2 separate regions of the Mus musculus genome follow, and region 1 is linked to region 2. The links are chromatin contacts, called in public Hi-C maps. All regions are on one chromosome and are shown on one strand. Each heading gives the region's core, a stretch centred on a gene start, on an enhancer-like site or on the middle of the called end of the contact. The rest is flanking DNA. Distances are from core to core; before and after follow the strand shown. Region 1 overlaps Babam2 (BRISC and BRCA1 A complex member 2). Region 2 holds the start of AI839979 (expressed sequence AI839979).

Region 1 (7,415 bases), core at 3,866-6,365, 290 kb after region 2:
AGTGCTGGCTGCCCTTCCACCGTTTGATTGACTCCCAGCACCCGCCAGCATTTTCAGGGTACCTGATGTGGTACCTGTGGTTTTACAGACATATATGCTGGCAAAACAACATACACATAAAATAAGACAAAATACTGTAAACAAAAATAATGGCATCACCCATCACCCATTAGCCAGAAAGAATTAAGAGCCTCTGTATCCTTAAAGGATAACACTAGGTAGACTCTTCCTGAAGTGGGAAACATTATAGGCCTTAGGATGGAAAAGATCTCAGAGATAATAAGACAAGTGAAAAGTCCCACCCTCGATAAAGTACCCAGCAGATGATGGCTTTTGTGGAGTTGGTCTTTGAACAGCAAATTCACTGAGTTACCATGTTGTAAGATAGCAATTCGTGCTCTAGGTTTTTAGTACTCTGTGGACCACACTGTTAAGGGTGTGGTTCAAGTATTTGGAAGAGAAAATAAAATTGTTTTTTTTAAAACCAATTAAAAGTACCTTCTCATTCTCATTTTAAGCAGCCATCTGCAAGCATATTAATTTTATGATTTCTATGACCTCCCTGTTTGATTATCCAGTGACCTGGTCCAGTAAACATTCGTCAAGCTCTGTCTTCCCTGGAGATATAAGCTGAGAGCATATAAGGCATTTTCCTCTTTTAAACAGTGTTCAGTGAGGAAAGTGTTGTGTTAATATTGTGAGCACAATTGTCTGAGAACACGGAGAACCTTCATCTGGATCTTTTATAACCATAAAAGGCAATGTGTCATGCTTTCCTGTTTTGCATGGATGAGGAGGGAGTAAAAAACACCAAAATAATTTTTATTGCATAGAAATATTTCCTTCCTGTCGGGTCCGCTCTCGACCAGCAAGAACGATACAACACTTCGGATTCTTCTCAACAGCCTTTATTGCAGTAATGCCTCAATGCTGCTACGGGGACCCCGGGCACCCAGGGAGGTCTGCTTACATACTCTCAGCCCCCATCCACTCACGGCAGGCCACGCCACCTCACCAGGCACGCAGCTTCAGCCAATCAGGGCGGCAGGGGCATGTCTCCACCAAATATGGACTTGTTTACACCACCAGCATCATGGTGCACCTGCGGAGCTCTCAAGATGGCCATGGCTTATTTTCAGGTGTATAAGGAAGTCAGGTGCAAGTCATAAGACTTAGCTGCAGTCCCGGGCACCATCTTGGGACTGCTGCCACACCCGCTCGTCACACTTTCCCTGCAGTTGGAGAGGCAGTAATGAGCCTGTGAAGTAGGATTCCTATAGCAGGGGACAGGAGGCAGGGGAATGTGGTGGGAATTCTCACAGGCTGGTCACAGAGCAGCCTAACAGAGTACCTGCTGCTCTTCCCTCACAGCCACTGGGACAGGCAGGGAAAACAGCGGTCCTCTTCTCCTGCAAGAGGAACTTCTGTCTATGACTGGTATAGAGAGGCCAGAGTCACAATCATCTGATCCCTGATCCCTAGAGAAGACCAGACAAGTGCCTTCCAAGTGGAGAAGGTTCTTTCAGAGAAGAAAATTGCTCCCTGCTGCAGATTGTCATAGTGTATCTACAGCTGTCTTAACATTGGAAACCATTACCACCATATAAGATTAATAGATCTGACCTATCGGTTGAGGAATAGCTAGCTAAGTGGTCATCACACCTCAGCATACCTTAGGCACCTGCCTTCCCACTAGATACCTTATGCCGGGCCCTCTCAGAGTTCTAGATGCTGAGCTGTTACCCTTCTTTGACCAATTCTCTTATTTTCTGGCCAAAAAGAATGTAGGCAGCCTGGTGTGGCTGGTGTGGTGATATCCCCAGGATTCTAGCACTTGGGGCTGAAGGCAAGAGAATCAGAAATTGAAATCCAGTTCTCTCTCTCTTCCCCTCTCTTCCTCTCTCCCTCTCTCCCTCTCTCCCTCTCTCCCTCTCTCCCTCTCTCTCCCTCTCTCCTTCTCTCTCTCCCCCTACCTTCCCCTCTCTCTCTCCTTCTCTCTCTCTCTCTGTGTTTGTGTGTGTGTGCATGTGTGTATATGCCCATGTGTCTGTCTGTCTGTCTGTCTTTATGTATGTATGTTTAAATTAAACAGAACTCTTTTCATCCAAAGTAGGAGATATCCATGGTTTCTTTACTCTGTTTTAGTTCCATTATTTTTCAGAAGACCAAGACCAAGTTATAGTCTGGATATGGAAATGACCTAGCAACCTGAACAGCACAGGGATATTTTCTCAGATGTTCCAAAGATGTTTTTATTTGTAATGATCAATTGTAATAAAACTGAGCCAACCTGAAATTGTTTATATTCATTGAAAGCAAGGAAACATTGAGACAAAATAACAGAAACCCAGAGTCTAAGATGTGATCTTGAATATTGCTGTGGGGAAAACAAAACAGCCCATTCACCAGGTTGTCGGTAACTTGAAAGTCAAGCACAGTTGTGTTTTTAGCATGTTCTGTTTCTCACCTAGAAGTTACCAGTGTAGCATTTCTAGGAAGGCACAATTGCATTCTTATCATAATGCAAGGAAATGTGGGGTGGTTGTTCTCTGATGTGGTTGAAATTGACATCACATAACTAAATGATTTATGATTTTTATTAAAAGCAGACGTAGTAGAAGAGGGAATGCTTGATGTCATCTGAGTTCTGTTAGTGGTTGAGAACAGGAAAGATATCAGGTTACACTTTAGTTCCACTGTCAGCTTTGCCCCAACCCAGACCTTGGGCAAGTTGCTTGTTTCTGTCTGTATATCTTATTTGAAATGAATGTAATACCTAGGTCAAATTGTATCTTTGAGGAAGAATGATGATAAATCTCCAGATGATAATAGTTGGTGCATTCTCTGGTTGGTTGTTTTTTTTGGTTTGGTTTGGTTTGGTTTTTGGCATATAGGGTACTTTATTAGTTAATTCTGTCCTTCAGTAATCTGGTCAACCCAGCAGCAGCTAGAAGTAGTGTAGGGTTCTCATTTGGAGACATGTTCCCTAGCTCTTTCCTTGACTCCTTGACTCCTTTATGTAGTTCAGCTCTGGTCCTATGTGGAAACTGGCTTCACCTTCTCTCAGTTTTGCTGACTCACTGTGAAAATACAAAATCCTATTCCTTTGACTGCCTGCATCACTCTCCTCTAGAAACCTTGCTAATTCCATCAGTCCAGGGCTTGTTTCCATTTCATATGTGTCCTCAGTACCTGGGTCATAATTTCTCCCTACCCTCTGCTGCTGTTCTCCATAGTTTATGACACATACGATGCTGGTTCATCATTGGTCCAGCCTGCCAGTTTCTCTCTATCTCCACGTTGGCTCTCTGCCCTCCCATTTCTGCCTACCTTCTCCTAACCCTCTTGTTTCTGAAGCCCTAGTACTCTTCTCTGCTTAGTAAGTCTCAAACCAGTGCCTCTTCCACACTTCCACATCTTGAGCCACTTCTGGACTTTAGCCTATCACTCATGATCATCTGCCTAGCAAGTCTGTACGTCAGCCCCACGCCCATAGCCCTCCTAACTGTCCACCTTGTTCACTGTGGTTGACACCACATGCTTTGCCCCTTTCTGTAATCTGACGGTTGAACATGGGAAGAAATCCTTAGAGACATACTAATTTGCTTCCCTAAAATTTGTGGTTCCCATTTTGTTTGGGACTCTTATTATGTCTGGGCTTTACAAACCTGATTCTTTAGCACATTTTCTTCAGCGACTATTAAATGTTTTCCATTTTTCCCTATATTTCCAGTTCTAACTAGAATCACTCTCCCTCTTTCTTGGAAGATTGTTTCCACTCTCCCTGAGTGATGGCTGCTCTTTGCTGCTGTGTGCTCTCGTGAGCAGAATGTTGTACATGTGCATTGTGTCCATGAGGTCTGGCTTAATTTCAAAGTAACAAGACTAATGCTTGTCTTTATCCCAGGCTTAAAAGGTAGCCATCTTTGAAATAAATGCAACTCTTCATTTGCATGCCTATATTTTATCCTTCAGTGATCTGCATTTATTGAGTACGCTGTATTGAGAAAAATTAGAAAAGGAACAGCAAAACCCCACACGCAGCCCATGACACAGATAGATAATGAAGGCAACAGAAGTAGTAATTGGTTATCCGTTTCCTTTTGTTCTTTCTGAAACTAAGGAACTGAGTAAGTCAATGTGGAAAGCAGTGTTTCTCGTACAAGTGTGCCCTGGTATCTTCATTTTGGATAGAAATGCTGGTACCTTATATATGTGCTATTCACATTGATGCTTGTTGCTGGAGAAAGTAAGATAAGAGGTTTGATCCACTGAAGGAATTTGGGCCGCCATGTTGTAGACCCAGACAGAGCTGAGCTAGTAGTTTAGAGGCCATAGTTGATGATTGTTTGGCCAGAGACTCTTCCTCCATCTCATAGTCTCTCAGTAAACCATATAAAAGAAGAACTTAGGGTAGTGCTAAGTGTCCCATCTCTAATACTTTCCCAGTCCGATCTAAGTGTTTATCTTAAAAGAAGCGTGTGTATCCAGGCACTCCCAGTTTCATTTTATATAACTTACTATGAGAAACAAATGAAATGAGTTCTTTTTTATTGAGGCTTTAAAAGCACAGAAGGAAGATGGTCCTTGTAGAATGCAGGTAAGAGCCCAGAAACAGCAACAGGAGAGCATTAGCAATCCTATTGCACAACGGTAGAGTTTTCTGTTTTGCACATTTCCTAACTTGAATACTCTCTAAAGTGCCATTTTTGTGTCAGATATGGCGTAGGTGATGTCATAAACAACAAATCTCAGTTTGAGATGACAGCATATTACTTGGAGTTTTGTTAACAAATACATGAGTGTAAATTGTTTTAAGCTTCATATTAAGCTTTAATGGGCAAAGACATAAATATTTTGCCTCTGTTAATGTTTAACTCCAGTAACAGTAAATCTTTTAAGTCCACAGAAACATGAAGTCATTGCACAATGAGCACTGCATTATAAATGTATTCTCTAGAAGTGATTTATGCATCTGACTTTTATGGCACTGAATTTCAAAACCTCATAAAAAGTCACTTTAGAGAAATGTCATGCTGACCTGTGTGGGAGAGGTAAAGTCTGTCTGTCTGTCCCTCCTATCCCAGCTGGAGTTTTACTTACATAGATTTGGGTACTTGTGCACTGCAGACAGCAAGTACTTGTTAACTAGATGAATATGTAGCACACATGTGACTTGTGTATTAATGACCTTTCTGAAATTTGAGGTTTTTTTTGTTTTTTTTTTTGTTTTTTTTTGCCCCACATGGCATAGTTTCTTTCTTCTGTCATGTCATTAATCCTCCTGATTGTGCAATTGCAAAAATGTTAGTGTGTCTAGGCTGTTGTCTCACAAGAGTCACAAACTTATTATATTTATTTTTAAAAACTCATAGCAAAGCATCTTTAATATAAGTCTGTTTTAATATTTTGGCATCTCCTACACATTGACTTATCACAGACGATTTTGTCTTTATTTTACTTTAAATGAAGCACTGTTTTCAGAGATGATTTCCTTAAATCCATCTGCAGTGAAAGAATGTAATTAATCTGACATTTTGTAAAGGTTTCATTGAATTATATTCTTGTCTTGTGCTGTACAGGGGTAAGTACTTATAAGTGTTCAGCTAAGATTAGCTTTAAGATGTGTTAAGGGAAAAAGATAACAGTACATATTTTATGATCAATATATTTTAATTAGTCAATTTTCAGATGAACTTGTCCATCTGTAAGTTGTAATCAGGATATGCCCAAGCACAAAAAAAAATATAATTTAGAGCCTAACAAATAGAAGAAAGAATTTTGAATATGTGTATGAGAAGCTCATGGCCAAGAACATGTTGGTCTGCATGTGACCTAGTGTATCGACACATTTGACAGTCTTCAGGGGCAGGGAAGCTTGACTTGGGCTTTCAAAAAACAAATAATTCTTCTTTTAATTTTTTTCTTCCAGATTACATGAATTTTGTTATCATTTGTTTATTAGCCACAATGAGTTAATTTAGACTTCAAAGTAAACATGCCTGCTTCTTGGGAGAATTTACAATTTTTACTTTACAGATGTCCGAGTTCGTGTGTATAACTTTTTGAGGGCATATGGACCCTTGCTTCAAAGTTTAGAAACTGTATTAAGTCTCCCGTGGCAGGGAGTCCCTCTGGGGGCTGATGGACATTCACCAGGAGAAGGCATGAAATATGCTTCCAAGGCTTTATCTTCTTTCTAGCCTAATGACTCTGCTCTTTAACTGAAATAAAGCGTCCACTCAGAAGCAACAATAGAGGACCTCATTTAAGATGAGTTTCCCCTCCCTTCTTGTTAATCATTACAAAAGTTGCTCAGACAGGCATCAGGCAGGCCCATGGACCTCCATGCCCTGTCTTGACTTCAATCTGTTGTCTCCACTTCTTTCTCATAGAGTCATTTATCTTCAGCAACATCTGTAGAGTCAACTCATTTGCTTTCTAACTTAGAAAAAAATATGAATGTTTGCCTTTGTTTGATTTTTCTCTCATTTGCCTTCATACTTTAGCAACTTCCTGATCTCTTTGTGCCAAGAATATGAAACTGATTTTCAAAATCCTCTTTTACTGTGTATTTGTGGCGTGCATGTGTGCATGCCACTGTGGGCCTGTAGAAGTAGAAGGACAGCCTCAGGTACCAGTCCTGCCTTCTCTGTTGTTTGAGACATAGTCCCTTATGTTCTTCATCTCTGCCTAAGGTAGGCTAGCTGCCCCGTGAGGATTTTCCTATTTCTGCCTCCCATCTTGATGTGAGAATGCTAGGGGTTACAGTGTATGCTTCCATGCCCTGCATCATGTGGCTTCTGGGGATTTGAACTCAGGTCCTCATACTTGTGCAGTCAGTATTTTATCCACTAAGCCATTTCTCCAGCCCACAAAAAAATTTTAATGTCAATTTAAGCCAATTTATTAATAGGGAAATATCTTGATAATGGAGATTTTAACTATTAAAAGACCAAGGCCAGGTAAGTAGCTGCCTTGTTCATTAAGAAATCCTCAAACATCATTAGTAGGTCATTCCAGTGGTTAAGGTCCATCTTTAAAACACACACACACACACACACACACACACACACACACACACACACACCCACAGGAGTGGATAAGCATATGCTGCACAGTGGATATTAGCCCAAAAGTTCAGAATACCCAAGATTCAATTCACAGACCATATGAAGCCCAAGAAGAAGGAAGACCAAAATGTGGATACTTCATTGCTTCTTAGAAGGGTGAACAAAATACTCACAGGGGGAAATATGGAATCAAAGTGTGGAGCAGAGACTGAAGGAAAGGCCATCCATAGACTGCCCCACCTGGGGATCCATCCCATTTGCAGCCACCAAACCCAGACTCTATTTTGAAAGCCAGGAACTGCTTGCTGATGGAAGCCTGATATGGCTGTCTCCTGAGAGGCT
Region 2 (7,209 bases), core at 3,556-6,055:
GGGTTGGGGAAAGCACAAAACAAGGCCCCATTGGGCCCGAGGGGCTCTGCAAGGCTGCCCAGAATCTAGGCTCTGTCTCTTTTCTTAGTGTAGGATCCAACATCACATATCTAGATCACATGGCCCATTTAGTCTCAGATCTATTTGCTTTTTAGTGTAAGATGCCTTCTCGGCCATCTTGGTCTCCTAGACACTGACCCCTCCTCCAGAGTGCAGGCCAGCTGGGAGTAGACTGCTCCTCAGCCGAGCTAGGTTGACAGGGCTTGTGATGAGGGACTGGTACAAACAGCTCCATCCCCTAACTAAGGGATGTCTGTCCTCTCCTCTTCGATGAGGGTTCTAGCTTGTCTCCTTGTGGTTAATTGGTAAATGAGGGGCTGGAGAGAGGCTCAGCAGGTAAGATTACTTATTATTCTGTGAGAAGAGCAGCATTCAGCTCCCAGCATTCCCCGCAGGATTGTAACTCTAACTCCAGGACGTCTGACATGTTCTTTTGGCCGCCTCTGACACCTGTACACACATTCACAAATATACATTAATAAAAATACATTTTAAAAAGTAAATGGGTGGATGTACTTTAATATTGTGAATATCCTATTCAAACCAAACTTTTAATGATTCTTTAATGTTTTTTTTTTTTTTTTTTTGCATTTCATCTACTTAATTATTTTGTAAGGTAGTTGTAATACTTGGGTCACAGGGCTCATATAGAGGTCAGAGGGTAATATGTTGAGAGTCAGTTCCCTCCTTCACCTTGTGGGTCCTAGGGAACAGACTCAAGTAGTTTATTCTTGGCAACAAATGTGTTTATCTCCTGAGCCATCATGCTGGCCCCATTGATGACTCTTGATGAATCAACTATTCGTATGGCAGCCCCAAAGTGAAGTTATGATTCTGGTTTTAAGGCTGGTATCATGGTGATGGGTAAGGGTAGAAAGGAGAGGGAGTAGAGAATTAAATTGTGTAATACCTGATTTCTCAGATGTCTACTGAGGTTGGGAGTGACTGGTGTTAGCTTTCTAACTTCACTAAGAACAAGCTAGAGAATTCCATGGCTTTGCATGATAAAATCGCTTGCGGCCCTAATGGACGCAACTCCATTTTTCCAGCACTCAGTTATCCCAGACAGCCCACCACCACCACTTAGCATCCATTTTCTCACGTCTCTGATGACAACTCAGGGGGACCATATTGGTACCTCTGGTTTATACACAAGAAAACTAACATTCAGAAAGCTTGCAATATTTGCCAAAAGCCATATAGCTAGAAAATGAAGAGTCTAGATTCAGGCCAGAGAAGCTAGCAGCCCCCCACCCTTCCAGAGAGGCTGGCAAGCCCCCCCCCACACACACACACCCCTAGGATAGTTGTTTATGTGTAGCTTTGATGCCCTTGACTTACAGGCGCCAATGTGCTCTGAGCAGCCATTGGCTGAGAGGAACTCCAGCCAACTCTGGGGCAAGCCTGGTGGCAGAGTCTCCAGACATTGACTCATCTGTTCCTGTAGCTGGGTATGGCTGCATCCCTGAGCTTAGAAAGGCAGGAAGCAACGCTGGTATTTTAGAATGGCTTTCAACAATAACCTTGATTGAGGGGATTTTCCAGTTAACCCTGGAGAATTCCAATAACCAAACACTTATTGTGTTTCTGTTCTTTGAAAAGTGGTAATCCTTGGTATGTGTATGGTGATTCTCATTAACCAGCCAGTTCAACCAAACAGGATTCCCTTATTAGGATAAGCAAAGAGCCATAGAGTTACCAAGCTGAAAGAAAGGACTTTCCAGAGCATTTACCAGAATCCCTTATCAGGTGAAGGGATGACGTTTATTCATGTAGCTCAGCCTGCATTCCTGGCATAACCATAAGTCCCAGCTTTGAGTGCTTTCTGCTACACTGAGTGACTACAGGGTGACCTGTGAGCTAAGTTTAGCCTTCAGCCACGTTTGGTTTGTCCTGCACGATACTTCTAAAAAACTAAATTTGCTAAAAATGGTGGTACATGTCTTTAATCCCAGCACTTAGGAGGCAGAGGCAGAACTGTAGCAAATAGAAATCCTGTTTCAAAAAACCCAAACCAAACCAGAGCACAAGCAAACAACTCTGGGAGATCGGTTAACACTAGGCTTGAAATAAAGAGGAGCTAAGTAGCTGGTACCCTTTAGACTAGGCACCTGGGGTCTAAATGCCACTTCACCCCCAACCTGGTCTGCCTTACCCACTTACCCATTTCATGACCTGCCTTGTCCCACCAGGCATTGGAATTGGGGTGCCTGCTTTTTGGCGAGGGGCATTTCTTGATTAATTTTTTTTTAATGAGGGAGACTAAAGTGGGCCAGATAAAAAGTCAGGGGAGATAAGAAGTCAAGAGTGCCCATCAGAATGTGAAGGGTCACAAGCAAATGGGAGCCCTAGAGAGTTCCCAAGGAGATACAGGCAGATTGGTGCCCATGTAGAGCTAGGAGGAGAACCCCTGTGGGAAATGGAGGATCTAGAGTCAAGAGCAAGCCTACTTGAAGGTCTAGTAATGTCATAATGAGCCACTCTAGTTTCCTGGAGATCGGGTCCTGGTCCGCATTCAGTGTTCTAGAAATAGCTTATCTTACATCACTTCCTTAATTTGGGCTCAGTGTACCTGTTTCAAGTCATTGGGTGGCTCATACAAGATACGTTAGGTTGAGTAATCTTTAAATAGAATTTCATTTCTCAAGGTTCTAGAGACTGGGAAGTCCAAGATTTCAAGGCACCAGCAGATCCTTACAAAGTAGACAAGCTCTCTCAAGCCATTTTCCTAATACTATTCTTGAAAGTCTCCTGGGAGACTTAGTTACCTCCCAGGGTTTCTGCCTCCTAGTAAGTAGTATGGCTAGAAATTAGCCAGGCCCAGTGGTGGTGTGTGTGTGCAGTGCACACCTTTAACCCCAGCACTTGGGAGGCAGAGGCAGGAGGATTTCTGAGTTTGAAGCCACCCTGGTCTACAGACACACACACAAATAAAATATGATAAAGATTTAAAAAACAAAATTTATTGGATGTTACATGTTCATAAAGGCAACAGCAGACAAGGTGCATGTGATTCAAAAGCAAAAAAAAACCTCCAGTGACCAAGACCTTTTAAAAGACGCTGCCTCTTTCACTTTCAGCCATGTGAGGAACTTGATCGTTTTTCCTACTTATTCATTGATATATATATTTATTCACTTTACATCCCAATTGCTGCTCCCCTCTCCCCGTACCTCCTTCACACAGTCCCCCATCCCCTTTTCCTCTGAGAAGATGGAACCCTCCCTCTTCCCTCGGTTATCCCCCAACCTAGGTACATCAAGTCTTTGCAGGGCTAGGCACATCCTTTCCCACTGAGGCCAGACAAGGCAGCCTAGTTAAGGGAACAGGACCCACAGGCAGGCAACAGATTCAGGGACAGCCCTTGCTCCAGTTGTTGGGAGATCCACATGAAGACCAAGCTACATATCTGTTCCATATGTGCAAGGAGGCCTAGGTCCAGCCTGTGTATGCTCTTTGGTTGATGGTTCAGTTTCTGGGAGCCCCTAGTGGTCCAGGTTAGTTGACTTTGTTGGTCTTCTTGTAGAGTTCCTATTTCCTTCAGGGCCTGCAATCCTTCCCACAACTCTTCCACAAGAGTCCCCAAGCTCCATTTAATGTTTGACTGTGGGACTCAGCATCTGTTTCAGTCAGCTGCTGGGTAGCTGTCAGAGGAGTTATGCTAGGCTCCTGTCTACAAGCACAACAGGCTCCATATCCTCACTGCTAGGAGTCTCAGCTAAAGTCACCCCCATGGACTGGGATGGGTGAGACTCCCGGGAGCTTTACCATTTTGTCTGCTGTGAGAGAGAAGTCAGGAAAAACAAAAACAGAGCCTACTTAATTGAGTTCGGAACTTAAATCTGCCAGAACCCAATGCAGTGGGTGCCCTCACTGCCAGATGGCCAGCAGGTCCTTGGGAGTAAACCAGAAGACAGTTTTAAGAGGCTGTTGTTTCCCTAAGGACATAGCTTATAATCTGCCTGTGCTTGAAGTACTTGCACATACAGAGACTTCTTCTTTTTAAGCACATATTGATTAAATATAATGAGGCATACTGAGGTTGAGAGGAGAGATCAGGGAGGGAGGCGTCCATGCATACCCAGGGCTTTGAACAAGGGCTCCCCGACTCAAGGAAGTGCACAAACCCAAAATTACCAGGAACCTACCTGTGAGTTTGTTGTGGACAGTTTCTGGGATTCTGTGTAGCCTTTATCAGCATCTCTAAAGGGTCATTGTCCAAATATAGTTAAACAGACTTCGGACACGGAAGCGTTGGACTCCCATTCCTAGGCACAATGGCACAGTTTATAGCAGGTCCCTGTCAACCTCACTCCATCACCCCCTCAAATCCTTGCCTAGAAATCTATTCCAGCTAGCCTCCTTTTGCCCTACCAGGGGGAGGGGAAATCCGAAAGCTTATTTTTAGGCAGGCCCTGCCAAGACTCCCCGCAGTGGCTGGACTGCTGCTGGGCCTGAGGGGTGCCCGCGCCCCAGGAGGACAAGCAGTGTGCGGGAGGGGCCTGCGGGCACGAGCGGATGTCACAGCTTACCTCAGAGCCTGAATTAGAAGCCTGAAAAAAAAAATCACAGCAGGAAATAATGTGGTGCCCAAAATAGAAACATCAACCGGGAGAGAGGCCGGGAGTAGGTGGCGTTTGAGGCTCCTGCAGCGTCCTCCCCAGAGGCCTCCTGACAACCGGCAAGCGGGTTGGCATGAGATTGCAACCCAGCCCAAGAGGCCACAAAGGCACCGGCTGGATGTTTCAGCAAGGGAGAAGGAATGGGCAGTAAAGTGGAGAATCAGGACCGCCTCCTCTTCCCTCCCTCTCGACTTTCTCCTTCCTTCTCCAAAGTCTTACCGCCACCGCTGACCCCTTCCTCTTTTTCGGCATCATCCCTCAACCTTCTCCCCACACAATGACTTCTGCTTTTTTCCTCACTCTCTAGTGCCCCTTCTTCTCTGATACTGCCCCCACCCCGCTTCCTCCTTTCCCTCCCCACACCAAGCCCTTCATTTCTCCTGGGTGGTCTCTGCCCCAACCCGCCGCCCCCCAGCCTCCCGGTGCTTTTGGGTGCCTTCCTAGGTAACTAGTGGGAGCTCAGTCTAGCAGCAGCTAACTGAAGGTCAGCCTCCTGTGCCTGACTGCAGCCTGGCTGCACTGATCTCCCCTTCACCCCACACTCAGCACCCTCCACGCCTCTTTAGAGAAAAGGAGGCCCTGGAGTCTAAGGAAGATGGCAGGGTCAGGACTCCTTCCTCTGGGGCCTCTGGAGGGCTTGAGAGGAAGCAGAAACTTTGCAGGCAATCTTGGACTGTCTCTCCCTTCACAGCTGAGTTCCTGGTAGATTGCATGGTTTGCCAAATTTCCGTGTTTCTCATGCTGGCATGTGCCATTGGGCAAGGTATAAAGTCGGTGAGAACCAGACTTAAGGTCTCTCTGATGCTCCCCTTAACCTTCACCAACCCCGAGTGGGGAAACATCTGTGATCTCCTTTACAGTGGGAACTCAGATGCAGCAGGTGAGCTGGAGGATGGGGGACACTGGAGGATGGGGGACACTGGAGGATGGGGACACTGGAGGATGGGGGACACTGAGGATGTCTTTAATCTTAGCACTAGGTAGAGGCAGATGATCTCTAGGAGTTAAGAGTCCATCCTGGTCTACATGGTGAGTTCCAGGCTAGCCAAGGCTACATAGTGAGACCCTGTCTTTAAAAACAAAGGAAAGAAAAGTCGGAGTAGTAGGCATGCTGCATGTTTGTAAGAGTAGAAGGGCTGGGATCGAGGCACAGGGAGTGCAGCCCCTCTACTGACCTTGAACTTGGACCAAGTTCATTGACTTGGTATTTCCATACCCGGTTTTCTTCGTAACAAGATTTGTTTTTTATTATTTCTTTTCTGAATGTAAGCATGAGACATTCCATTACATATGTTGGGTAATTTCAATTATTAAAAATTCCCTAGGTGGGGCTGGAGAGATGGCTCAGCAGTTAAGAGCACTAACTGTTCTTCCAGAGATCCTGAGTTCAATTCCCAGCAACCACATATGTTCACAACCACCTTTAATGAGATCTGATGACCTCTTCTGATATGTTGGAAGCCAGCAACAGTGTGCTCATATACATTTTAAAAGGAAAGAAGAAAAAAAAAAGAAGAGAAAAGAGAAGAATCCCCAAAGCAAAGCATGGAGAAGCAGGTGGATCTCTGAATTGGAGCCTGGTCTACATGGTAAGTTCCAGGACAGCCAGGGCTACATAAAGAAACCCAGTCTCAAAAAACAAATAAAAATTTCTAGCTAAGTATCATGGTACATGCTTGCAATCCCAGTACTCTGCACCCTGGAGGCAGAAGCAGGAGCATAGCCACAAATTCAAGGTCATCCTGATATATATCGAGAGAGAGAGAGAGAGAGAGAGAGAGAGAGAGAGAGAGAGAGAGAGAAAGAAGAAGAAGAAGAAGAAGAAGAAGAAGAAGAAGAAGAAGAAGAAGAAGAAGAAGAAGAAGAAGAAGAAGAAGAAGAAGAAGAAGAAGAAGAAGAAGAAGGGGAGGAGGAGGAGAAGAAGGAGAAGGAAGAAAAAGAGGAAGAGGAAGAAGAAGAAGAAGAAGAAGAAGAAGAAGAAGAAGAAGAAGAAGAAGAAGAAGAAGAAGAAGAAGAAGAAAGCAGCAGCAACAGAAGCAGCCACCACCTCAGCAAGGACAGCAATGCCATATTCTTGTTGTCACTTGTTTGAGTACCTCCCCACCCCACCAGCAGTTGTTCTAGTGAAAACAAGTGCTTGGGCCAGTGTCAGACACTGTGTGCCCTCAGCACTCTCTGCAGAAGGATGGATTCATTTATCCTAGTGCACCACCCACACACATGTGCAATGCTGGTGCCTGAACGCCTTGATGTTACTTTAGGGTTAGTGTCTTATGATTTCTTTTTCTTTTCTTTTTTTTTTTTTTTTGTAGTCTTATGATTCTAAAGACATTATCTCATGTAAATGATGATTCCTCAGTTTGACAGAAAACTCATGGTCATGTCAGGCTTCTGTAGGATTCTAAAGCCCACGTCCAGCTCACTCTTGCAAATGAAACTGGGGTGCTACTGTTTGCAATTTCTTTCCTCCAGATTAACTAGATCTGGCCATTTTTCTAACTACAGTAATACCTGGTAACTATAAATA

The links. A called contact is a pair of places that touch in the nucleus more often than the background predicts.
Region 1: a contact with region 2 is called in a Hi-C map of embryonic fibroblasts, with 2.7 times the contacts expected there. The contact joins the enhancer-like site here to the promoter of AI839979 in region 2. A contact is called at or near these places in 1 of 39 promoter capture datasets (the 3T3-L1 cell line), 3 of 15 datasets of contacts at CTCF or cohesin (the NIH/3T3 cell line and large pre-B cells), 20 of 484 Hi-C or Micro-C datasets (3T3-L1-derived adipocytes, the C2C12 cell line, Th1 cells and 8 more) and 7 of 115 datasets of contacts at active chromatin or transcription factors (CD8 T cells, the NIH/3T3 cell line, bone marrow-derived macrophages and 3 more).

What each region holds. Positions count from the first base shown.
Region 1 is chr5:31,857,981-31,865,395 of GRCm38.p6, forward strand. All of the region lies in intron 6 of Babam2 (BRISC and BRCA1 A complex member 2), which reads left to right. Among named protein-coding and RNA genes, the nearest start is that of Gm52770, 140 kb to the right of the region's middle. Within about 2 kb of position 5,116, at least 32 of the 459 cell types and tissues checked have an H3K27ac peak or open chromatin away from gene starts, as enhancers often do. A contact at or near this core is called in the C2C12 cell line, the NIH/3T3 cell line, embryonic fibroblasts and 1 more, where this site is marked.
Region 2 is chr5:31,566,592-31,573,800 of GRCm38.p6, forward strand. AI839979 (expressed sequence AI839979) reads right to left here and starts at 4,806. Exons shown (of 3, transcript NR_102275.1): 1 at 4,593-4,806; 2 at 4,209-4,328; 3 at 3,001-3,839.